2 separate regions of the Rattus norvegicus genome follow, and region 1 is linked to region 2. A link is a contact called in public Hi-C data. All regions are on one chromosome and are shown on one strand. The core of a region is the stretch at or near the end of the contact, and the rest is flanking DNA. Distances in the headings are between cores, read along the strand shown.

What was found. A called contact is a pair of places that touch in the nucleus more often than the background predicts.
Region 1: a Hi-C map of Schwann cells shows a contact between it and region 2, with 3 times the contacts expected there. The contact joins the enhancer-like site here to the promoter of Cbr4 in region 2. A contact is called at or near these places in 6 of 12 Hi-C or Micro-C datasets (the A7r5 cell line, Schwann cells, hepatocytes and 3 more).

What each region holds. Positions count from the first base shown.
Region 1 is chr16:33,767,425-33,772,283 of GRCr8, reverse strand. Sh3rf1 (SH3 domain containing ring finger 1) reads left to right here. Exons shown (of 12, transcript NM_198764.2): 9 at 2,011-2,270; 10 at 3,516-3,877. Among named protein-coding and RNA genes, the nearest start is that of Cbr4, 110 kb to the right of the region's middle. Within about 2 kb of position 2,098, at least 1 of the 93 cell types and tissues checked has an H3K27ac peak or open chromatin away from gene starts, as enhancers often do. A contact at or near this core is called in Schwann cells, where this site is marked.
Region 2 is chr16:33,654,417-33,659,338 of GRCr8, reverse strand. It overlaps Cbr4 (carbonyl reductase 4), which reads left to right and starts at 2,767. Exons shown (of 5, transcript NM_182672.2): 1 at 2,767-3,012. The coding sequence starts at 2,871.

The sequences.
Region 1 (4,859 bases), core at 849-3,348, 110 kb before region 2:
AGTATTAATTGTAGATTAATTATAGACTTGCTATACGCAGAATTGCCTCTTAAATGAAATGATTAAACTCAGCTCTAAGTCGGTGTTTAGGGCTGACTGCATTGCCACACCTGAGGCATTGATGGGAGAAGAGAAGGGCCCTTGTGTGCAGGCCTGACCTCCAGAGGGTTTTTATGTTGGGAGTGGGCGTCTACAGCAAGGCAGTGTGTGCAGAGCATGACAGCGCGACTGCATGCATGGACTCACAGTGGCTCTGTGGCTGCATGCAAATCAAGCCAGCCCAGATACACCATGGGTGGGCGAGGGGCTCAGGAGCCATTGGCAGGTGATGGCTTCTAGAAGAATGAGAGTCAGTTTCCTTCAGGACTAAACCCTGGAGGCTGTCCATGACCCTACACCCATGCACATAATGGAGGTACTCAGTGGGCTCAGTGGGCTTAAACAAAAGAAGCAACAGCAGCACATGAAGCTGGGGGAGAAAAGGCATGGGGAAGACAGGGGGAGGAATTGAAGGGAATGAGTTGAGGAAAAGCATGTTGTCGCATATACGAAATTCTCGAAAAAATTAAAATAAAAGCGTACCATATTCCGTAATCAAGAGGTGAGCTGTACTCAGTTTATGGAGAATAAAACTGGAAAGGAGAAAGCCATCTCCATGAAATAATTAAATCATAAGGTGCAACTTGAATTTAAGGTGATGATTCTTAAATTACCTGGTCTGTGCAGGGTCTTGAACTTGAGATGGTGATAGGTCATCAGAAAAAAGCCAAAGGGCCCATTCCGTGTGTGTGTGTGTGTGTGTGTGTGTGTGTGTGTGTGTGTGTCTGTGTGTCTGTGTGTCTGTATGTCTGTGTCTGTGTGTCTGTGTGTGTGAGTATGCAGATGTGTGCGTGCAGTGTGTGTGTAGTGTGTGTGTACAGTGTGTGTGTATATGTGACTTTGTGTGTGAATGTGTGTGCTTGAATGTGAGTGTGCAGTGTGTGTGCGAGTATGTGTGTGAGTGTGCATGTCTGTGTGAGTGTAGTTGTGCCTTTGTGAGTATGCATGTGTGTGAGTGTGGTTGTTGTACCTTTGTGAGTGTGCAGTGTGTGTGAGTGTGTGTGTGACTTTGTGTGAATGTGTGAGTGTACATGTGTGTGCCTGAGTGTGAGAGTGTACAGTGTGTGTAAGTGTGGTTGTACCTTTGTGAGTATGCATGTGTGTGAGTGTGGTTGTTGTACCTTTGTGAGTGTGCAGTGTGTGTGAGTGTGTGTGTGACTTTGTGTGAATGTGTGAGTGTACATGTGTGTGCCTGAGTGTGAGAGTGTACAGTGTGTGTAAGTGTGGTTGTACCTTTGTGAGTATGCATGTGTGTGAGTGTGGTTGTTGTACCTTTGTGAGTGTGCAGTGTGTGTGAGTGTGTGTGTGACTTTGTGTGAATGTGTGAGTGTACATGTGTGTGCCTGAGTGTGAGAGTGTACAGTGTGTGTAAGTGTGGTTGTACCTTTGTGAGTATGCATGTGTGTGAGTGTGGTTGTACCTTTGTGAGTGTGCAGTGTGTGTGTGTGTGGTTGTACCTTTGTGAGTGTGCAGTGTGTGTGAGAGAGAGAGAGAGAGAGAGAGAGAGAGAGATCACTGTGTTCACAGACACTTGTGTACTATGTTAGAGACAGGTTGAGAAAGTCAAAGCAAGATCAGTACGATGCAAATGGTGGGTGTTACTCAGGATGAAGCAGGAAAATTCATGGCTTTGAAATTCCGTGGAGCTGGGTGGCCACAGAATGGGAAGCTAACCCTAATAACTGCGTTCCTAGGTAGATAGAATGTGTGGTTTGGTGACTCAAGTGGTTCCAAGACAATTCTCTGTCTCAGCCATCATTTCTTTGAATGTTCTGTTCTTAAAGTCTTGTAAAAATAATCCCATTCATTTTTTAAAAGGCTTTAACGCTCCGAGTCATTTTTCTTGCATTCATTGTTCTGTCTCCCTCTTTGCTGATGGCTTGGGTTTTCCGTCTGCTTCTGTCTTGGCAGGGCGGTGACAAATGCCTCCCAAGCTAAAGTCCCTATGTCTACAGCGGGTCAGGCAAGTCGTGGGGTGACTATGGTCAGTCCTTCCACCGCAGGAGGGCCTGCACAGAAGCCCCAAGGAAATGGCGTGGCTGGGAATCCCAGCGTCGTCCCCACAGCTGTGGTGTCAGCAGCTCATATCCAGACAAGTCCCCAGGCTAAGGTCCTGCTGCACATGACTGGGCAGATGACAGTCAACCAGGCCCGAAATGCTGTGAGGACAGGTAAGAGGGGAACAGGCCTGGAATGCATGAGGAATGGGCTTAGGTGACTAAGCAGGTTGGTGACAACAGGTGTCGAGAAAAGCAAGTATGAATTTAAAATAATCACTGCCCTCTTGAACTAGAAACTACAAACCAAACTGTGTTGCCAGGACTTCTTCACCACTGTGGTAGGCACCCCTGGCAGAGACAATCAAAGAGTGACAAAGGGATTACTTGGTAGCCAGACCCTATCACTGAAGGTCCATGGTTGATGGAGAGCATTCTAGGTGGTGGGGCAGAGATGCCACATTTGTGTTGACCATGAAACACAGTGAAAGGACCAGCACAAGATACATATTCCGAGATATGCCCCAGTGACCCGTTTATTCTAACAGGCCCCACCTCCTAGTAGCCCAATGATGAAATTGCCACCCTTATAATCCAGTCACCCCTCAGGACCACCAGCAGCTTCTGACCAAGCCTTCATTCAACACATGAGGCCCTTCAAGGGACGTCTTCTGTCTAAACCATTGCAGGCATTCTAGAGCTGTTTGTTTGGAATAAGCACACCATGAACATTCGTTCAAGGCCTATAGACCTGAGGTATAAGAAGAATTTATCAGATCCTAGGAATATGAGTGGTTGAGTACTTGAAACATGATTTCTGCAGGTAAGGTCCTGTCTCCAGTCTCACTGTTCTGTGTGACTGTAGCACGATTCTCAGCCAAGCAGTGTTATTTTTGATGAACTAGTCACGGGTCTATTTTAGACTCGATGGGAAGTCAAGTGCCTTTCTTAATTCTGCAGCGTTGAAAACCTACCAAGAGTCTTGGGTAACAACAGTGGAGTAAATTGAATACATGTGAATTCCATCAGAAAGATTGTGAAGGGAAGTGGGAAGTCAAAGAGAGAAGAGAGAGAGAAAATGTATAATAGGTAAAGGACTTAAGACCGGCGTGGTTTGTTGCCATGGTGAGCCATCAGAAACTGGCCCTATGTCTCAAATGCTGTGAGAAATTATTGTTCATGACTAAAGGCTTTGGGACTGGTGACAGCACATCTTCCAAGTCCTCAGTAGCCTCAACTGCTCACCCAGAAGGAAAGTAGCATCCAGAGGTCCAGCTAGGATTTACGTGTGCTGGGCTCTCCTGCGCCCATTCTTTATTGCAATAATGGCAGTAGCTGCCTCTCGTTATGATTCACACTTTGGGAAGAGTGTTTACTAGGCCACTGACCCTTTCTGTATTTTCTCCTGTCACCTGTCAGTTGCAGCACATAACCAGGAGCGCCCCACAGCAGCAGTGACTCCCATCCAGGTCCAGAATGCAGCCTGCATCGGTCCTGCATCTGTAGGCCTGCCCCATCATTCTCTGGCCTCCCAACCTCTGCCTCCAATGGTAGGTCCTGCTGCCCACATTGCTGCCGTCAACATCAATCGAACCAGTGTCCCCCTGGCCTGCGCTGCAGGGGCATCCTCTCTGGCCTCCCCAAACATGACCACTGCTGCTTTGGAGACGGAGCCCAGTGGTCGGACAGTGACCATCCTCCCTGGACTCCCCACATCTCCTGAGAGTGCTGCATCGGCCTGTGGGAACAGTTCAGCTGTGAAACCAGACAAGGACAGTAAGGTGAGAGCCCCTCCTTCTCTTCTGTTACTCCCTGAAGGTCTTTGCCAGTGAAAACTCATTGTTCCATGGCCTTTCAGGTTCTTTCCATGGGTAGGTTCATGTGCCACGTGCCAGGAATACGGTGGTGCAGAGACCTGGGCACTGCCCCAGCCTCATGTCTTGGTCCTGTTATTTTCTACATTTTTGATACCCTTGAGTTGTCAGGCCCCCTACTGGGTAATAAGGAGACCACAGTGAGTAGGATTCAATCAACCTCGGCTTGCAGCTTTCCAAACCTAAAAGATGAACATCGTCTCTTCAAGTAACTTACCCTTTTATTATTTTGCTGTCCTCAAATTTTCATGTCCAGTGTTCTTGCTAGTTGACAACTCCTCTTTTAAATGTTTTTTTTTTTAGACAGGTGAAAAGGTTGGAAACTGTCCATTAAAAATGTTATTCTTGGGTCAGAGAAATGGCTCAGTAGTTAGTATTGTGAGAGCCTTAACTTCTTACATAGGACCCAAGTTCACTTCCCACTGCTCGTATCGCCAGTTCCAGGGGATCTGACATCTGGCGTTTCTTGACATTGCATTCATATGCACATACGCACCGCATCTCTCTCTCTCTCTCTCTCTCTCTCTCTCTCTCTCTCTCTCTCTCTCTCACACACACACACACACACACACACACACACACACACACACAGATAACTAAAAGATAAAAGTAGTTACTTGCAAATTTATTATCTATAAAATTTATCTATAGTATTTTCAACCACGGATCAGCAGGGTTCCTTGAGAGATAGCACCTGAAATATAGGGAGACATCATCTTTCCTTTGGGACTTGGCTTTAAATAAATATGGTAGGAAGCTGTTTTGAAAGACATCCCAGAGCTTGGAGACAGGCGGTTGATGCAGAGAATAAAGTTGACGGTGATTAAGCAAGGATAAAGTCTGCTGATTGTGCCACAGCTTTGACTTTCTGCTCAGTATTCCGTGTGTC
Region 2 (4,922 bases), core at 1,518-4,017:
GGGGCACATGAGCACCCCCCAGCTGGGGAGCTATTGACAATTGGTAGTTGCTAGGAAGAGAGAGTTAGTTCTCTTCAATGGACTGATTTCTGGTAGTTTGACCATGTGCCAGTGGATGATTCCACACCACACATATATGAACAGCACAAGTCCATGGAGTATATGTATAATATATACTACATGAATATATAATATATTACATATACTATAACGCCCTATATTATACATAATATAAAATATATTTATAAATATTTTATGGAAATACACACATACATATATGAAGTTGAGAATATTGGTTGTTTTTTGGAAGGAGTTTGAGGGCAACATTAAGAGTGAATGAGTATATGTATGGACGAAATCTTGAAAAAATAAGCATTTTATACATACATACATACATATGTATGATATTCATACACATACACATGCATATATACATATACATGTATACACATACATATATACATATACATATATATACACATACATACACACACACACACAGCCACATACACAGCCACACACACAGCCACACACACACAGCCTCACATACACACACACACACACACAGTCACACACACACAGCCTCACACACACACACGCACACAGACAGACACACACAGACACACACACAGCCTCACACACACACACACTCACACACACTCACACACACACATACACCACACATACAGCCTCATACACACACACGCATACAGCCTCACACACACACACAGCCTCACACACACACACTCACACACACTCACACACACACACATACACCACACATACAGCCTCATACACACACACGCACACAGCCTCACATACACACACACACACAGTCACACACACACAGCCTCACACACACACACAGCCTCACACACACAGCCTCACACACACACACATACACCACACATACAGCCTCATACACACACACGCACACAGCCTCACGTACACACACACACAGTCACACACACACAGCCTCACACACACACACAGCCTCACACACACAGCCTCACACACACACACACTCACACACACACACATACACCACACATACAGCCTCATACACACACACACACGCACACAGCCTCACACACATACATACAGTCACACACACACGCACACAGACAGACACACACAGTCACACACACACACAGCCTCACACACACAGCCTCACACACACAGCCTCACACACACACAGCCTCACACACACAGCCTCACACACACAGCCTCACACGCACACACACACACACACACACACACACACACACACACGCGCGCGCGCGCGCGCACACACACACATATATCTCAAACCTACTGAGTTGCAGCACTTACTAGGCTCAGGCAAGACTACAATGAGTTTGAGGCCAGTTTGGCTACCTGACAAGACCTCATCTAAATAAGAACACAATTAAACAGAACACTTGGAAAACAACTCATGTATTTATTTTTCAGCCATTTTAAAGCCTTTTCAGATTTAGGCAGAAGAAAAATAAAAACTTTAAAATTAATGCTCAACTTCCATGGTAGCTCCCTTCCTCCCATTTACAAATCAATTCTTAGACCCAGCTTTGCCAGATTTCCACGCCTTCAGTCCTCGCTGGCCTTTTTGATTTCTGGTGTACTTTACTTAACAATTTAGCCCACTAATGTTTTATGTGAATTAGTCCGGTTGTCCCAGAATCTCCCCTGCCCCCCCAGGGGGCATGGTCTATATTTTCTTTATTTAATACACTAAATATTCTGTCAAGAAATGCTCTCTTTACACTAGAATGGTAACTAATGATGCCTTTGGTGGAGGGAGGGGAGGGACTGTTGAGACAGAGTTCTCTGTGTAGCCCTGGCTGTTCTGGAACTCTCTCTAGACCTAGACTTTGGCCTTCAACTCAAGAAAATGGCATACTTCTGCCTCCCTAGTGCTGGGATTAAAGGTGTGCACCACCGCATCCAGCTAACCTTTTTTTGGTTTTAAAGCACTCAAAACATCTTATTTTGGAGTACAGGAACCCAGTACTGGCAATAACGATCTAAGCTTGCTCTTTAATCTTCAGGCTATTCTGATCAGTCAAAGAGTGTGGAGGCCCATGCCTGTACATGCCAGCAGCACTCTGGAGTCTGAGGGAGAAAAATCATTGAGAATCTGAGGTCAGCCTGGGCTATATAGTAAGCACTAGGCCAGCCCGGGTAACATAGCAGGTCTCTTCCTCAAAAAGAGGAGCACAAACATTTACTGTGCAGTGTTCTTTCTTTGTTGCTTTCTTAGAGACAGGATCCCATTCTCTAGACCAGGTTGGCCTTGAACTCTCAGTGATTCCTCTGCCTCGACCTTCTGAGTGCTGGGTGTACAGGCCTGAGGCAGCACACGGGGCTGTGTTCTTTGACAGGACATCTACCCTCATAATAATATTGCAGTGCAAAGCCAATGTCTACAGTAACTTGGGAGACCACTTTACACTTGAACAGGTTTTGTCTGCAGTAAAAAATGTGGGTGAGCCAGGACAAGTCCACACTCAGAAGGACATAATGTGATTGCTAACTCTGGTTTTTCCTGGAAAGTCCACCATTTTAGCAACCCTATTATCTCTGAACAGAGGATTGGTCCTTTGTTCCTTGGTGCCAACTAACCAGGCATAGGAATAGGCAGTCAGCTACAGTTACTGAAATGCTCACAGGCTCAAGCGAGCAAGGACTACAAGTCCCAGCATGCAATGCAACCTTACAAGAGTCCATGTACACCGACGTCTAATTCTTGCGCCTTGTTCTGTGGCCCGGGTCGGTTGTCCAAAGAGCTTGTTGAATTGTTTTTCCAGTTGTTGTGCCTTTATTATAAGTTCTGTGTCTTAGGGATCCATCTTGCCGGTCCGAGGTCCAAGATGGACAAAGTCTGTGCGGTTTTTGGAGGCTCCCGGGGCATCGGCAAGGCTGTAGCCCAGCTAATGGCCCAGAAGGGTTACCGCCTGGCGATCGTCGCCAGAAACTTGGAAGTGGCCAAAGCCACTGCGAGCGAGCTCGGCGGTAGGTACCGGAAGGGTCCCCGCTGCGAGGCCAAGTTTAAGTGCTTGAACTCCAGTCCATGGGCCCCGGGCTACTGTCCGTGTATTCCAGTCTGCGCCCCAGATCTTTCGTGCCCCATGACCAAGCCCTCACTGCGGCTCTCGCCTACTCCAGGCAGACTCTGAGGACCCCTAACAAATAGCTGTCTTCCTCGAGGCCAGAGCTGATATTGAGAGACGCTTTGCTCAGGCCTCTGGTAGGAGAGAGTGAATAATGCGATTATACTGAAAGGAGAGACGTCAGGTACAAATGGCTAGGTTGCATTTTGCTGAGAGCTCTTGCCCTTTGTGAAGGCACACGACAGTATTTCAAAGAGAAGCTCTTGATAGGTCAGGGTGGCTTTCCCAAGCTCATTAATGACTTTAATAAGTTACTAATTTGTTTTCCCAGACCCTTTTATTGTATTTCAATTCCAGGTGCCCCCTCCCCACTGGTTATCAACGGATATTAGTCATTGAATTGCAAGTTTAAGTCTCAGTTGGAGAAGGCAACATGGAAGAATGGAGAAAAATACACATCACTATCAGGAAAGCATTGGGCCTATTATAGGTCTAAGTGTGTCTGGTGCCTGCTGTATTTCTTTACTTATATGAAAATAGCCTTGATATGTAACTCACACTGGCTTTGAACTTGTGATTCTGGTGTCTCAATCTCCATGTTGCTGAGATGACCTTACTGTGGTGCAACAGTGACATCTTTAGGACAGAGTACCCTTTGAACCTGCAGTGTAGTATCCAGTTTTCCCGGGTACAGGGGGTCTTACTATGCAGTTTAGGCTTCCCTTAGGTCAAGATCTGGTCTGTGCCTCCTCAGCATCGGGAACACAGGGGAGCACATCTGTTCATGCTGGTGCAAAGCCTCAGCACCTAGTCAGCACTGCTTCCAGTTTGCCAGACAACTGATAGTCCACCTTGCCCTGTGGACTAGTTAGTCACCTGTTCTTCCACTCTCCAACATGTAGTTGGTTCATCTTGGTGTATCCCTATCATAAATTGAGGAGCATGTGTGGTAACATGGTAGCTTATTAAATACACAGTACTTTTCCTTTGAAGTCTAATTTCCTGCGTATGGTGATAGGGATCAGGGAGTTCTACTGAGCCACCTCTCTGCCTACACTGACCACAAGCTTACAGTAGTAATCTCCTGTCTGAATGCCGAGACTGCAGGTATACATTAGTTATCATGCCCAGATTTTATTACCATTTTAAAAGTCACTTATTTTTTGGTTGGACGGGTACCTATATGCCATTGTGTACACATGGAAGTCAGAACAGTTTGTTCTTTCCTTCCATATGAGTCTCCAAGGTTCAACCCAGATGTCAGGCTTAGTGGAAAGTGCCCTTAACCAATGCGCCATCTTACTGGCCCAGACTACTTTTATTTTTAAACTTTCCAAGCTTATTTCTTCTTAAGGGTGGAGGTCTCACCCAGGATTGCTTGAGTCTAGCAAGTGCCAGCATTGTGGATAGCAGGGTACTCATAGTCCTTGTGTCTCAATCTCCCACTCAGAAAAACCCTAAAGCTCAAGGTAGGTCTCGGTAATGTTTTATTTTATGTACCCACTGTATCCCAGCATTTGGCAGGCTGAGGCAAGAGGAGCCTGAGTTTTGAAGTCAGTCCAGGCAACACAGTAAAAACTTTGTCTCAGAGTAGAAAAATCAAAACCAAACAACAATAAAACCAAACACACACACACACACACACACACACACACACACACACACACACACACACACACACAAAGAGAAGGAAGAAACAAACCCTCATTATTTCTCCTTCACTTCCATCCACTCTGTCTCTCTCATTGGTCTCCATGAGAACAGGAATCCAGGATATCCTTTTGTCTCTAGGCTCGTGGCTTACCTTAAGAG